Linked DNA regions of Mus musculus: all the other regions are linked to region 2. A link is a contact called in public ChIA-PET, HiCAR-type and promoter capture Hi-C data. All regions are on one chromosome and are shown on one strand. The core of a region is the stretch at or near the end of the contact, and the rest is flanking DNA. Distances in the headings are between cores, read along the strand shown.

Evidence for each region. Promoter capture Hi-C pulls out the DNA fragments that hold promoters and counts their contacts. ChIA-PET counts read pairs in DNA pulled down with a chosen protein or histone mark. HiCAR-type assays count read pairs that join an accessible place to other places.
Region 1: a contact with region 2 is called in a promoter capture Hi-C map of neutrophils. The contact joins the promoter of Bach2os here to the promoter of Rngtt in region 2. A contact is called at or near these places in 7 of 39 promoter capture datasets (the 3T3-L1 cell line, 3T3-L1-derived adipocytes, the HPC-7 cell line and 4 more), 2 of 15 datasets of contacts at CTCF or cohesin (embryonic stem cells and stem cell-derived epiblast-like cells), 25 of 484 Hi-C or Micro-C datasets (the AtT-20 cell line, B cells, the Ba/F3 cell line and 11 more) and 3 of 115 datasets of contacts at active chromatin or transcription factors (effector CD8 T cells, embryonic stem cells and memory CD8 T cells).
Region 3: a contact with region 2 is called in a promoter capture Hi-C map of hippocampal neurons, with 5 times the contacts expected there. The contact joins the enhancer-like site here to the promoter of Rngtt in region 2. A contact is called at or near these places in 10 of 39 promoter capture datasets (the 3T3-L1 cell line, the HPC-7 cell line, cranial neural crest and 5 more) and 3 of 115 datasets of contacts at active chromatin or transcription factors (embryonic forebrain, embryonic midbrain and large pre-B cells).
Region 4: a contact with region 2 is called in a HiCAR-type map of astrocytes, with 3 times the contacts expected there. The contact joins the promoter of Cnr1 here to the promoter of Rngtt in region 2. A contact is called at or near these places in 4 of 115 datasets of contacts at active chromatin or transcription factors (astrocytes, embryonic forebrain, forebrain and 1 more).
Region 5: an RNA polymerase II ChIA-PET map of memory CD8 T cells shows a contact between it and region 2, with 4 times the contacts expected there. The contact joins the enhancer-like site here to the promoter of Rngtt in region 2. A contact is called at or near these places in 11 of 39 promoter capture datasets (the 3T3-L1 cell line, the C10 cell line, the HPC-7 cell line and 6 more), 3 of 484 Hi-C or Micro-C datasets (cerebral cortex and embryonic stem cells), 5 of 115 datasets of contacts at active chromatin or transcription factors (bone marrow-derived macrophages, embryonic basal ganglia, embryonic limb bud and 1 more) and 1 of 9 other capture datasets (pancreatic islet).

The regions. Positions count from the first base shown.
Region 1 is chr4:32,570,230-32,572,929 of GRCm38.p6, reverse strand. Bach2os (BTB and CNC homology 2, opposite strand) reads left to right here and starts at 1,268. Exons shown (of 5, transcript NR_026843.1): 1 at 1,268-1,346. The region is part of intron 3 of Bach2 (BTB and CNC homology, basic leucine zipper transcription factor 2); the gene reads right to left.
Region 2 is chr4:33,308,891-33,311,590 of GRCm38.p6, reverse strand. It overlaps Rngtt (RNA guanylyltransferase and 5'-phosphatase), which reads right to left and starts at 1,280. Exons shown (of 16, transcript NM_011884.3): 1 at 1,067-1,280. The coding sequence starts at 1,130.
Region 3 is chr4:34,225,278-34,227,977 of GRCm38.p6, reverse strand. No RefSeq gene overlaps it. Among named protein-coding and RNA genes, the nearest start is that of Gm33286, 81 kb to the left of the region's middle. Within about 2 kb of position 1,312, at least 60 of the 459 cell types and tissues checked have an H3K27ac peak or open chromatin away from gene starts, as enhancers often do. A contact at or near this core is called in hippocampal neurons, where this site is marked.
Region 4 is chr4:33,923,332-33,926,031 of GRCm38.p6, reverse strand. It overlaps Cnr1 (cannabinoid receptor 1 (brain)), which reads right to left and starts at 1,388. Exons shown (of 2, transcript NM_007726.5): 1 at 874-1,388.
Region 5 is chr4:32,766,981-32,769,680 of GRCm38.p6, reverse strand. Mdn1 (midasin AAA ATPase 1) reads right to left here. Exons shown (of 102, transcript NM_001081392.1): 95 at 2,510-2,599; 96 at 1,624-1,739; 97 at 854-1,028. Among named protein-coding and RNA genes, the nearest start is that of Lyrm2, 32 kb to the left of the region's middle. Within about 2 kb of position 1,375, at least 70 of the 459 cell types and tissues checked have an H3K27ac peak or open chromatin away from gene starts, as enhancers often do. A contact at or near this core is called in the HPC-7 cell line, memory CD8 T cells and neutrophils, where this site is marked.

The sequences.
Region 1 (2,700 bases), core at 19-2,518, 740 kb after region 2:
CTACAAACTGACAAACTGAGTTTAAGGCCAGCATGGGCTACTGAAGACCCTAATTGTTTTGTGTGAAAACATTGACTTTGTGTCTGATGCAGAAGCTGAGAGCAAGCCCAGGCTCTCTCTCTCTCTAGGGCCTTGTCAGTCTCCATGGGGTTTGGAGTTCAGGTCGGTGACATTTTTAAAAAATGATTTATTTATTTTATATATTTGAGTACACTGTCACTGTCTTTAGACACATCAGAAGAGGACTTCAGATACCATTACAGATGGTTGAGAACCACTGTGTGGGTGCTGGGAATTGAACTCAGGACCTCCGGAAGAGCAGCTGGCGCTCTTAACCACTGAGCCATCTCTCCAGCCCCAGGTCTGTGACTTTTAACAGCTTCTCTCTGCCCTTCCTTGCTAAGGCGGTGCTGATGGTTTGGGAACTTCTGCAGTTACATCTGTTTCTGCAACTCCTGCACAGTTATGACCTCAGCAATCTTAGCACTTGGGAGGAGGTGGAGGCAGGAAGATTAAGGCCACCCTCAGAGGCCTGTGGAGTTCCAGGCCAGCCCAGGCTATTAGACCCAGCTCAGGTTGCTTAGGTTTTTTTCTCATATTCAATTTCTTGGCTTGGCCAGCAGATGGCAATGTAAGCCTAAATGTCATGTGCTAGGCTAACCTTTAATACTAACACCAGTCAGAGAGGCTAAACTTACAAGTGTATGTCAGTCAGGTGTGTTGTGTTACACCTTTAATCCCAGCACTTGAGAGGCAGAGGCAGGTGGATCTCTGAGTTTGAGCCTAGCCAAGGTTAAATACCGAGAGCTTGTTTCAGAAAAACTCAACCAACACCCCCACCCCTGCAAGAAACCAAAAAATTGAAAGCGGCCACATTAAATAAAGTAAAAACAAAACAAAACAAAACAATCCAGGTGAGTTTCATTTTAAGAACATGTCATTTATCCCAGTGTATAAAATATTTCTAATGTAATCTATACAAGTTATTTACAAAAAATTCAATGATGAAAAATTAAAATCTAAAGCACATTTTATTGTTCCAGTATTGTTCCACAATTCAGATGGGTCCCCACAAAAGGCTTGCTAGACATGTGTAGGACGTGCCCAGGAATCTTACAGATCTCTCAGGAAAAAGAGTCACTGGAGAAAGCATGTGGGCCTGGGTTTATTGGTGAAGAAAGCAACTTCCTGTTAGGATTCAGAGGGTGGAGTGTTGAGTCTGTGTTCTTTAAGAGGTCAAGGGTATGGCTAGTCTGCCCTGAATCTGGGAGTTATCTGTTGGTTGCATCAGATAGTCATGAGGCTCAGTCCTGGTATTTGTGCCCAGTTGATCACCATGCACAAAGGTAAGCACACTAAAGAATCATTTGCCTTTCCTAGGGCCGGGTGAAAATTCTGTCGGGTTACTTCCTAGCTGTGCACTTACTCCATGTGGCACTTACTATGCCTCCCATGTGGTGAGTGCAGGCAGGACAAATGGCTCCTTTGCAGGCTGTTGGAAAGGCCTTTGCCTGTGGGGCTGTTTCTCCTAGGCTTCCAATGATACAGTGCACTGTTTATCTCCATTTTCCAAGCTTTGGATAACAGACACTCAGATCCTAGATGGTGCCCCAGCAGCACACAGGTCGTCAGTTGGAGACATAGCACCTGGGCATCACAAAAGCTGTGCACCCTTGGGGCTCAGGGGACTTCTATTTCCACTGACAGCAGAGCCATCTTACTTCAGCTCCAGACTGTATTTGCTTACTTGCAGAAAGAAAACATGCCACAGAGCAGATCACAAGGAAAGTCTAAAGGGCTTCCGCACCGAGCGCTACTGTATTTAAAGCCATCTAGACAGCAAACACAGACCAGGTAGACAGGATGGAAGGTTGGCGGGGGAAAGGGAAAATCAACAATGGCAGTGTCAAAGTCCTTGGAGCAAAAGCAAACCACACATGGAATTTCATCAGGGATTGTTGCAATCGGGCTTCGTTTTTAAAGACGGTCAGTGGAGAAGAAAACAGTCAGCCATACATCTTCTTCTCTCTCAGGGGGAAGGGAGCCCTCACTCTTGTGCTGGGTTCTGTTTGTAGATCTGCTAGCCACACAGCAAGGAGGAACTTACACTGACCAGCAGGTGGGAGCACCTGCCTTGTTCCTCAAGGGATGCGGAGGCTCAACCTCAGCCCTCGGCTGTTTCCAAGGCAACGGGCGGGCATTCCTGGAGATGAGGGGCAGCCCTGGGCCTTTCCAGAGGAATATTTTCACAAGCTTTTGTGTGCATCCATGTACCCCACACAGGGCTGAAAACTAGGTAATGTGACAACGTCTTGGAAAGCCGACCAGCTGCGAGAAAGCTCACGCCTCTGCTCTTTCCTCCAGGAGATTAATACAACGTACACAAGCTTGTACAGCTTGCTGTTTGAGTCAGTGCTCCTGCCTAACATATCCTTCCAGACGGTACTTCTCATCAGAGGTGTTTACTCTCTGGGTCCCCAGAGACAGCACAGAGTAGACAATATGACACAATGAAACATTCTGCTAACTCTCGCCCCCACCTGTCCGAATAGCCTGCTGTTATGGCCAGTGGACTCTGGGCAGGGAGGCTGCACGGTAGACAGGCCTGGGAGATTTGTAGGCGATGAATCTCTTTAGTTGTGGACTGCTTTGGTTTTTGGTTAAGGCTTGGAGACAGAGGAATAGTCACTGAGTCAGCAG
Region 2 (2,700 bases), core at 31-2,530:
CTTTAATCCCAGCACTCGGTAGGCAGAGGCAGGCGGATTTCTGAGTTCGAGGCCAGCCTGGTCTACAAAGTGAGCTCCAGGACAGCCAGGGCTATACAGAGAAACCCTGTGTCGAAAAAATACAAAACAAAACAAAAAAAAAAAAAAGAAAAAAGAAAGAAAGAAAAGAAAAAGAGAGTCACTCAGAATAAAGACAACCAGAAAGCAAGGGTGTGGGCTTCTAAGAGAGTGTGGGTACCAGCTAGCTCCTCAATAGGGAGCCACAGCTCACTGTATTTTGCCTGGTGTTCAGATAGCTAAAAAGAGAGAAAGGAAACGCTTATGTCTCATAACTCCGATAAGGAGACTTAGCAGATCTTTGCAAACACCTGCCCGATAATTACTCTATAGCTGAGTAAATCCTGTGAAAACAGAACTTGTATTCCTTCCTCAATTTTAATCACAAAAATGTTTTTGGCTTCTAGGTCCAGCAGACAAAGTTCCTAATTGCTATCTAACCCGGTTGCTGGTAACTGTGGAGCCTGGTCCTTTAAAGTTACCATGTGCGATGTCTCCACGGATTCAGAGAACTGTGCCTCCGTTATTTCATGTGTATTCCCTGGAATACATGTGTGTGGTCCAAAACTATCAAACTGTACACTTTGAAGTCACTGTTCTTTTAGCCAAGCAGTGACCCGAGCCTATAATCCCAGCTCGCAAGTTCGGGGATGAGTCCACTATACGTCAAACTCAAGATGGCAACATTCCGCAAAAAGTCAATTTTTAATAACAAAACCAAAAGTCCCCCGCTATCCAGCCTCGCGTCTCTTTAAGCTTTCCTTCAATTTCCAGGCTCACACCCAGCTACTCTCTTTCCGAAAACAAGTCTCGCCAAGACAGCGAGACCCAGTCTCCAAAATATCACAAAGAGGTTCACAAACTTTAAGCTCTAGAAGCGTCTGGTCCACCTCCGGTCCTCACTCCTCCGCCTTGCGGGAGTCCCGACTGGCGACCACCAAGCGCGCGGTCCCCCAGGCCCGGCCGGCGCAGTGAGATTCGAACCCTCCCGCAGCCCCCTCCCGGGTACCTGCCACCGGCTGACCGCGCCGCGGACAGTTCAGCCACCGCGGCGGGATCTTGTTGTAAGCCATGTCTGTGCCGCCTCGCCGATAGCTCCACAGCAAACCAGCCCGGACCCCAACGGCAGCAGCTCTACCCGGGTCCTCAGCGGCGCGCCACTTTCATTCAGGTTCGACTCCGCGGCTCCCGGCGAACCCACAATGCACTGCGACTTCCGCCCCAAAGGGCCCGCCCCCTTTCTTCCGAGGTCAGGCGAAATGGAAGCCCCGCCCAAGTGAGGGAGGGGAAGCTGCTGAGAACTAGATAGGCGGTTCCACCTGGCCCGCCCCCTTCAGCCCCGCCCCTGTATCTCAGGGCGCCGGCCTCTGCCACGCCCCGCCCCTGTTTTGCCTTTGTGAGTACTCTAATGACTGGTGTCTCTTTTTTTCCATCTAAACCGGAGAAACCCCCAAAGTAGAAGGAATCCAAGCTTCTTTCCACCTGTGGACTGACCTGCTACATTCAGAAGGGTATTTCACAGGTGAAAAAGTGCTTTTCCGTTAATCATAGCTCAAATTTGATGTCTCTGCTGGATCTGGGTCATTTGAGAATCCTCCCTTTACCTGCATCAAAAAGTCCGGAAAACCAGAGTCTAGGTTATTATAAATGAGTTTTCTTTTTTTGGCGAAGTGTAGGGGACGTGCTTCCGACGACCCATAAAACATCAAAAATTAGTTCCAGAAGCCTTAAGACTATCATTTCTGGAGCAGATGGTTTTGATGTGGTGTTTGTTTGTTTTGTTTATTGCTGGTTTTCACCTTTTTTTTTTTTTTTTTTTTTTTTTTTTTTTTGGTTTTTCGAGACAAGGTTTCTCTGTATAGTCCTGGCTGTCCTGGAACTCACTTTGTAGACCAGGCTGGCCTCGAACTCAGAAATCCACCTGCCTCTGCCTCCCGAGTGCTGGGATCAAAGGCTTGCGCCACCACACCCGGCTTCGCCCATTCTTGAGATTTAAAACACCATATGAAAAGCTGTAGCTATAAGCTTGGTTGTGGGCCACTAGGAGCAAGCTGGTTCTTCCTTATAATCCCTTCAGTCATCAACTTGACATGCCTGAGAAGAGGAAACCTCGATTGAGGACCTAATTGACCTGTGGCCCTGTCTATTGGGCATTTTCTTGATTGCTAATTGTGGTGGTTTGACTGTGCTTTGCCCATGGGAAGGGGCACTGTTAAGTATGGCCTTATTGGAGGAGGTGTAGCCTTGTTAGAGGAAGTGTGTCACTGTGGGGTGGGCTTTGAGGTCTCTGTGTGTGTGCGTGCGTGTGTGTGTGTGTGTGTGTGTGTGTGCACGCGTGCGCGCACGCACGCACGCTCGCACATGATCAAGTCTGGCAGAGACAGTCTCCTCCTAGCCGCAGTTGGATCAAGACATAGAACTCTCAGCTTTCTCCAGCACCATGTTTGCCTGGATACTGCCATGTTTCATGCCTTTATGATAATGGACTGAACATCTGAACCTGTAAGTCAGCTACAATTAAATGTTGTCCTGGTCATGGTGTGACTTCACAGCAATGGAACCCCAAACTATGACACTAATCAATGGCAGAGAGCCAAGCCATTCCTGATCCGATGGGTTAGTGGTTCTCAACCTTCCTAATGC
Region 3 (2,700 bases), core at 63-2,562, 920 kb before region 2:
TGCCTTTGCTTATTGAATTGGAACATTGTATTAGGTTTAAGGACACAGGGGAGCAAAAATACTTCTTGCTAATGGCGGAGGTCCTGATTGTCTTGGTCCATACCTGAGTTTGGAAGAAGAAGAAGAGGAAGTGGGAAGGAGTACCAGAACAGCCCCTGGCAGCCAGCCAGCCGATCCTCAGCTGCACACGGTTAAGACATGGCGTTTACAGCAGTCCATTACTTTCCAGTGGGGTCACCTTACTCAGGCAATAGGCAGCCGATTAGCAACTCTGCCTCCTGGGCAAATGAACAAGTCAGAGATGGGCAAAATAGGGGTTTCATGTGAAAGCCAGAGAGGAAGCAGGATTTGAGAAGATGCCATCCTTGCCATGTGAGCCACACTTTTATGTAATGCAGAGCACTGTCCGTCTGGACATAAACTGATAATGGCTTTATTCCAATGTAGCTGCAAATGGAAATGGGACTTTGGATGGAGAATTAGTAACACTTATCCCTGAGTTTCTTTGTTGATAGTTAAGATTCTTAAGTTGGATTCAATTTCAGATAAGGACTCAGTATGAGAATAGGTTAAGAAGTCATAATACTCCTTTTCTATTTCAATTCGGGGACATTTCCTTCCCAAGTGTGGCTCAGAGAAGTGGATATGAGGAATATAGAACTCTAATGTGTAGTATCTAGGGGGGAAGCGCTATTCTTTCTTAGCATTACCCACATTCACAGTAATTGCAACAAAATGTTTTAGGAGGGCAAATGAGGTCTATGCCAGACAAAGCAGAATCAGCCAAAGCATCAAGTATTTGTCTTGCTCACGATGGTGGCATGCCATTGTCAGAGGAGAGTTTGAATCAGCAGCAGTTTGGCAAGAACGGACAAAACAAGGGAAAGGACTCCGGAGCAAGGTTTTTGAAAATAGCTGCCTCCAACTGGATGAAATTTCTCTTCTTTAGGTTGTGGTCCAGATGCCATGTGGTAGGTTTGGGAACAGTGCCACTGCCACAATTATCGACAGCACCCTCAGTATCCTGAACATTACAGTAATGGGCGAGTGACTCTACTTGGGTTGACAGTAATGAAGAAATGGAAGAAAAATATTAGTGCAGAAGCACTGGCAGCCTGCAAGGAACTCCAAGCTGGGCCCTCATGGTGGCTGAGTTCTCATCTCTGGGTTGTCCAGATGGGGATACAAGCTGTTTGTGTGATTATCTCCATCCCTAGGCTCCTGCAAAGAAAAGGGGCTTTGGTCATCTCCTACCTAGGAAGGGAACACTGACTTCCTCTAAGGACAGGCATACTCATTCCATGACTCATCTCCACAGTCGGGCCACATGCATAGCCAGCAAGCATTCCTGACCTCCTCGTATGTATTGCCTGCTATCTGATTCTTGTTGAACTGTCTCATTTGTCTCTGTCTCTGTCTGACTCTGTCTGACTCTGTCTGTCTTTATCTTACACACACACACACACACACACACACACACACACACACACACACACACACGCTCACACATAAACATGCCTTTCTCAACACAATGACCCCAACAGTCACTGTAAATGTCCCCATCACCTCACCATCTGCCTGTCTATTGGGCTTTGGGTTTTTCTTCTAGATTAATTCCCTTAGAGCAGAGAGTTTTTGTGGACTTGTTAAAAATGCAGAAATGTGGTTTCCTGAACTACTCAGCCAGAATATCTGGCAGCTGGCCCTGGGAATTGGCATCTATGTTAGCAAAGGCTTCTGGATGATCCAGATGCACAGAAACACGGAGAAAGCAGGCCTTGGGGAGCATCTGTGCTCCCCCACAGAGAGCCACACTCTGTGGCAGGCTGCACCACACTGACAGACAGCAGAAGACGCAGTGTGTTCTGAAGCTGAAAGGCTATTCCCCAAACATGAGCCGGCTGTGAACTGTCCCCAGTCTGCAGGTTGCCTAAATCCTGAGAGGAACATTTCTTGCATCTTGGACTAGTTCTCAGTGTTGTTTCTCTCTCCATCACGTTCCTTGTTACTCACTGACTTAACAACTGCAGCATGGCTGGTAAAGGATTCCCACATACAATGTATTCATCCTTATTACAAATCTATGCAATGAACATCATTAATACTCCCATGTGAAGGAATGAGTGTGCCTTGCTCAGTGTACCAGTTAGCAGGTTGTGAAGATAGTATTTGAACTCAGATTAGCCAAACTCCAAATTCTTTACTATGATCTTTCCTAAAACAGCTGAACCATAAACGCAGAGCAAGGAGAGCCATAGAATCTTATTGAAATGTCTTAACCTCTTTCACTACTGAGATTTCCTTTTGGTTCTACCGACTGCCAACCACTAATAATAGGAAATAAAGTGATAAGATGAAAACTGGTATGCAATGTAGAATTTGCGGTGGCTTACTGAAATATTGAAAATAATACCCAAGCTTCTAATCTAGCCTTTTATTTAAGATCCCAGACCCTTGGTAACCTTATCACCTTCATTTTAAAAACAAGGAAGCAGAAATACAGGGAGGGCTGGCTCACTAGCTGTAGAGTCAGGAACAAACTTCAGCTTTCTGCCTTTCTGTCTGAAGGAGTGTTATCCAACATCATTTGAAATCTGCCAAGCAATCACTCAAGCTGTCTGTGAGTATTCTATAACAGGTAGGCAAGTTGTATAGTGGGTACAGAAACAGAAAAGACACAATGCAATCTGGACTCAAAAT
Region 4 (2,700 bases), core at 139-2,638, 610 kb before region 2:
ATTAGATTAAATGTCCAAGGAGATTTAATATGCCAAGAAATAAACAAAGGCAGGAAGAGCTAGTAGCTCCTATTTGGAAGAAAAATTTAAAAGATAGGAAATAGGTTTTTTCATAGATAGGTTATTAAATTTTTTTCTCACCTCTTTGAAACCTTTGAGAGATAAACCATGTACTACAATTAAAAACACGCATGTTGCTTTAAACTTTGAAATGACCAAACAACAGTTTCTCACATCTATCATAGCAAACATTTGCATTCAGGAAATGCTCCATTTGTGACTTGTAAGCCTTAACCAAGAAACATCCTTTTAAAATAAAGCATCAACTTCATTCGTCTGGTGCCAGCTCTTAGTTTCATGTTCCTATAACAGTCAATCACAGGTATCAATACTATATATATTAGTTTTTCCTTAAACAGAGATGGCTGCTGTAGCTATCGCTCTGTATCAGAAGTTCCTTATTTAACATAGATTTCTTTACATGACATTTAGTATTTAATTGAGTCGTTTTCTACATGTGGTGCAGAGACTCTGGAAGACTTAGTTTCTGATAAGGCTAAAAGACGTCAAGCATCAACTCAAGTGCCTGTTTTCCAAACATGCACAATTACACATTTTCTACAAACAGACATCAGTGTATGCAGAGCTAGGTGCATATCCAGTAAATTGTAAATGGTAGAAGCCTCCAGAAGTAGCTTAGACCACAGGTAACAAGCTGGGACTATACAGCTAAGTAAACACCATATTAGCACGATTTGCTCTCCTGGAACACGGAGCAAGAACTCCGCGTAGGACACCAGGGGACCACTGGCCAGTACCGAGGGGGCGGGAGGCGGAAAAGCTATTCCCAAACGCCACTGTGCCAGGTCTTACCCTTCGCATCCCCCGGTCCACGGGCCAGAAGCTCCCTCGGCACCTGTCGCCCAGCCAAGGGGCTGGCTCTCTGCTACAAGGAAATTTGCCCCCAGACTCTATGAGAGCTCTGCAGACAGCCCAGGCTCCCGCCTGAGCCAGGGGGAGGCTCTGGCGCCAGGGGAGCCAGAAGGAGGCGGAGGCGGAAAAGAAGTGGAGAAGGTAGAGGCAGCGAGCGAGCAGGGGAGGCGGCGCGGGGCGCGGTGGGGCGGGGTGGAGCGGGGCGTGCCCGCGGCGATCGGTCAGTAAGTCAGTCGGTCTGCGCGCCCGCGTCCCCGGCCTCTAGCACCCGTGCGCCACGGCCCCTGGGACTGGCTCCCCTGGGCTCGGACAGGCCCGCTTCGTTCTCCGGCTCTCCCCGGCGTCCCACTGACCGCGCTGGCCGGCCTGGGGCCGCCCGCTTGGGCCACCCCGAGCGCCCGTCGCCGCGCCCTGCTTGAGGTCCCTGCCTCTCCCTCAGCTCGCGCGCTGTCTCTGGCTCGCTCTCGCTCCAGTCCCATTTATGAAGCGTGGTCCCATCACGTGTTAATGAGCCTTTGTCCTGCCCTGGCAGCGGCGGCAGCAGAGACTCCGCCAAGGGATCTGCGCGGGGAGGGACCGGCGCGCGGCGCCCGCGGCTCCAAACTTTGCTGCGCGGTACCCGCCGCGGCGCTGGCCCGGGGGCTAGGAGGGACGGCCCTGGCGCTCGGCGCCCACTGTGTCATCCTCACTCTTTGCCACCAACGACCCCGCGGCCTCACCCTGCTCTGCTCCCTGGCGCCCTCCCACCCTGGCGTGGCCAAAGGGGACGCGTGCCTCACTGCCCGCGACCTCGGGGCCGTTAATCACCAGCGCTGCTCATTGCCAGGACCTCACTGGAGGTCACGCGCCGGGCGGTCGGGATCCGGAAACAGGGCGGCAGGAAGGCCGGCCAAGTGAGGTCTCCGCCCGACCCTCCCCTCTGCGCCGCCTCCAGTCCTCAGCTACCTGGCCGCGGCCACCAGCCCTCCGCCCTCGGGGCGGACGGCGTCGCCTGGGCGCCTCCCGCGCTGGCCCGCGCGACCACCCGGGCGCGCCCAGCCTCCAGCCGTGGCCGCACGAGCTCGGCTCTGTGGGCGCCCGGCGCCCCCTCCCCAGCCCTGGCGCTCCCCGCACCTCCTGCTCGCGGGGAGATGCATCCGCGGCGGGCGGGGGCTCTTGTTGGGCGGGAGCCTGGGGACCGGCGGTGCGCCCGGCCGCCGCCGCAGGAATTAGGGGACATGCTCGTTAATTGGTTCCACTCCGCCGTCTGCCTCTTGTGTGCACGGATCAAACCTTAATTGGTCTTTACATTTATCACGGCGAATTGCAACCCTATACACGAGCGTCAGCCCGCAGCTTCAGCCGAGGGGGCCATTCTCCGCCCGGGCCCCGGGGACCAGGCGGTTGTGGCTACAGCTGAATTGCGTTTTAGACCTCGTTCTCCCTGGAGAGTTGGGTCCAGTCGAGTCGTAAGGTTTCCACCTGACAGAGCCACATCAAGTCAGGTCCAGGGGCCCAGCTGTAGGCACAACGTTAGGTTCCTAGGCCCTCAAGGTAGCAGCTTGGCATTCGTTTTAAGCCTTGCTCAGAGTCGAGGACGTCTAGCCCAAACAGCTTCCTACAAGGCCTCTTTTTACCAATTCTCCCTGACGTCCTACCCCCCACCCAGAGCCAAACGCTCAGTGTATCTGGCCCCTATTTTGAATCTGGTGACAAGGATCCCAGAGGGTGAGCCTAAAGGAAGAAGCAACATAGAGGGTAGAGGAAGCTGCAGAATTCGGGGAGGAG
Region 5 (2,700 bases), core at 126-2,625, 540 kb after region 2:
GGCTGTCTGTAGAAAAGACAAGGGAATGAATGCAATGAAAAACAAACAACCAACCCCCCAAACCAAAAAACAAAACCACAAACTTGGTTTTAAAAACAAATTCCTCTTCATTTTTTAATACTTTCCAATTTCTGGGTCAGAATTGATTTAAACAATTCTTTTATCATCTATATCAGTAAATCAACCCAACATAGTGCCCACATATGAGGGGCATGCTGAACTGTGAGAAAATTATAAGAAAATTTTTACTACCATTTGCATAAATGACAGCAGTTTTAGAACAAATTGGTTTAAAAAAAGCATTAACCTAGGTATTTTATATTTAATTTATATTTAATTTAGTCTTCATCACTGAGGTAAGTACTGTTATAATCCTCTTTTTTTTTTTTTTTAAAAGAAAGTGAAAGCCGGGTGTGGTGGCGTACACCTTTAATCCCAGCACTTGGGAGGCAGAGGCAGGTGGATTTCTGAGTTTGAGGCCAGCCTGGTCTACAAAATGAGTTTCAAGACAGCCAGGGCTATACAGAGAAACCCTGTCTCGAAAAAACAAAAAAAAAAAAAAAAAAAAAAAAAGTGAAACTGACAATAAATAAGCTGTCCAAAGTTATGGGGAGATGGAATGTGAACTGGACTCAGGGCGCATTCTAGCCTCTTCCAGGAGAGGTCAGCTGCTGGCTTATGCCAAATAAAAATCACTGTAAAAAAAAAAAAAAACCCAGCACCCCCTAGAAACCAGTTTCAGGAATGCCATGACATGCAATGTTAAACCCCCTTTCTGGATGGAGCCATCAATCCTTCCTGCCAGCTCTACTGAGCCAGCCCGAGGACCCGAGCCTGCTGCTTCTCCCCTTACCTGCTTGGTGTGGTTGTCTACCATGCTTGAGGAGTCATCGATAGCCAGACAAATCTGATACTGCCGTTTACTGGGCTTGGTCCTACGAAGCCAAATCCTGTCTTTTCGAAACTGACTGGCAATGTATGGAATGATCTTCCGCATGTTCAGTCGTTTCCCTGTTCGATAGTCTCCTCTGTTACAGGAACCAATGGGAGCAAAGATGAACACAGGCTCATGCCTCAGAATTTTAAGACAAAATCACATTATTAAAAACTTAATAATTAATTAAAAGCCAGGGTCAGGAAACTATTCCTGGCAAAATGATGACATCCAATGCAGACTGTAATTAGCACCTTCTGTCAGCCAGAGCACCTCAGATCTGACTGTAATAACTAAGCTTTTCCAGAATAGCTAAAACACATCTACAGAATTACAGAGTAATTTTTTCTGTATTAAATACACAAAGCCTCATATGCTTTCCCTTTTCTGTTCTCAACCACGACTCTGACCAAATCGTTGTGGTTCTGACCCTAGTTGAGTAACACGCCATAAGCACAGGAAACAGTACCACATCTGTGGCTGTTCCCACACAGCAGAATGTAAGCCACCTTCATGTAGTACTTCCTCATCTCACACACACGCGCGCGCGCGCACACACACACACACACACACACACACACACACACACACAGAGTTCCTACTTACAGCTAATGGGGGACCGTAGCAGACACAATAGTGCCCAGAGAGCAGAAACAGCAACCCAGAAGCCTCAAGCAGGGAAGACTTACCTTAGTTTGGCTGCCTGTGTAGGTTCTAGTAGGAGACGAAGCTGCTCACACAGCTGTTGTGAAAGAGATGCAGTTAAGACTAGGTAATTCTGCCACATCTCAGCTGCAGCCTTCTCCTAGGACAGCAAAATAGAAATTACTATTAGAATGCTGAAGCAGAAAAGAACTTGTACAAGCCTTCTCAGCAAAACACTTTAAAAGCTTTTCTCAGCAAGCAGCAATCCAACTAAATAAAATCCACTGCCCCCCCCCCCCAATTCCATAATATACAGTTGCAAGGGGCAGTTAACAATGGGAATTCACTCAACAGTTTGCTCCTGCCAGTTTAAGAACTGGACCTGATACTTTGCACAGCGGCATGGGAATGTGAACTCTGGGCAAAGCTCAAGTACCTGAGCGCGCTCATTAGTTTTCAAGAGGGAGAGTGACAGTGTACACAAATCCCCCTCAACAGCAGGGATCCACACACACAAAGGCTTCATACTGACTACAGCTGAGCACGAACACATGCGTGGTAGGGAGAACGGTAATAAACACAGAATATAGGCATGCATATACACCGTATATTTAGAGGTTAAATCATTAAAATACACTCCACATAGCCAGCAAGGACCTGAAGACCATTCAAGACTACAGAGCATGAACTTTTGCCTGGCTTCCTTACAAAGCCAGCTATACAAGTTAAAGGAACCAAGTATGTCTGTCTGTTTTAGTGAGACTCTAGATGTGGTGGCAGAATCAGTGCATATCCCGCTTAGGGAAAGTTCTCAGTATAGTCTCCATCAGCCTTTTACAAAGGGAACTGTGGCTAAGAACCTACTGACTTACAAAAACAGGCAAGTTATTTTGTGGAAAAGAAAAACAAACCCCAACAACTTTGACTTACTTCTTCTGCATTCCCATAGTCGTGCGCCTGCCATGTCTCCAGCTGCCTTTCCATCTCTTGTCTCAGCTCACTGATATCTTTTAAAATGGGCTAAGAAGGAAAAGCTATGTAAGTGGTGGCCCAGGTTGGAATCAATGACCTATCACTGGCTGCTGTCTGTGGCTGCAACCTTGTTGCAGTTGTACGCCTCA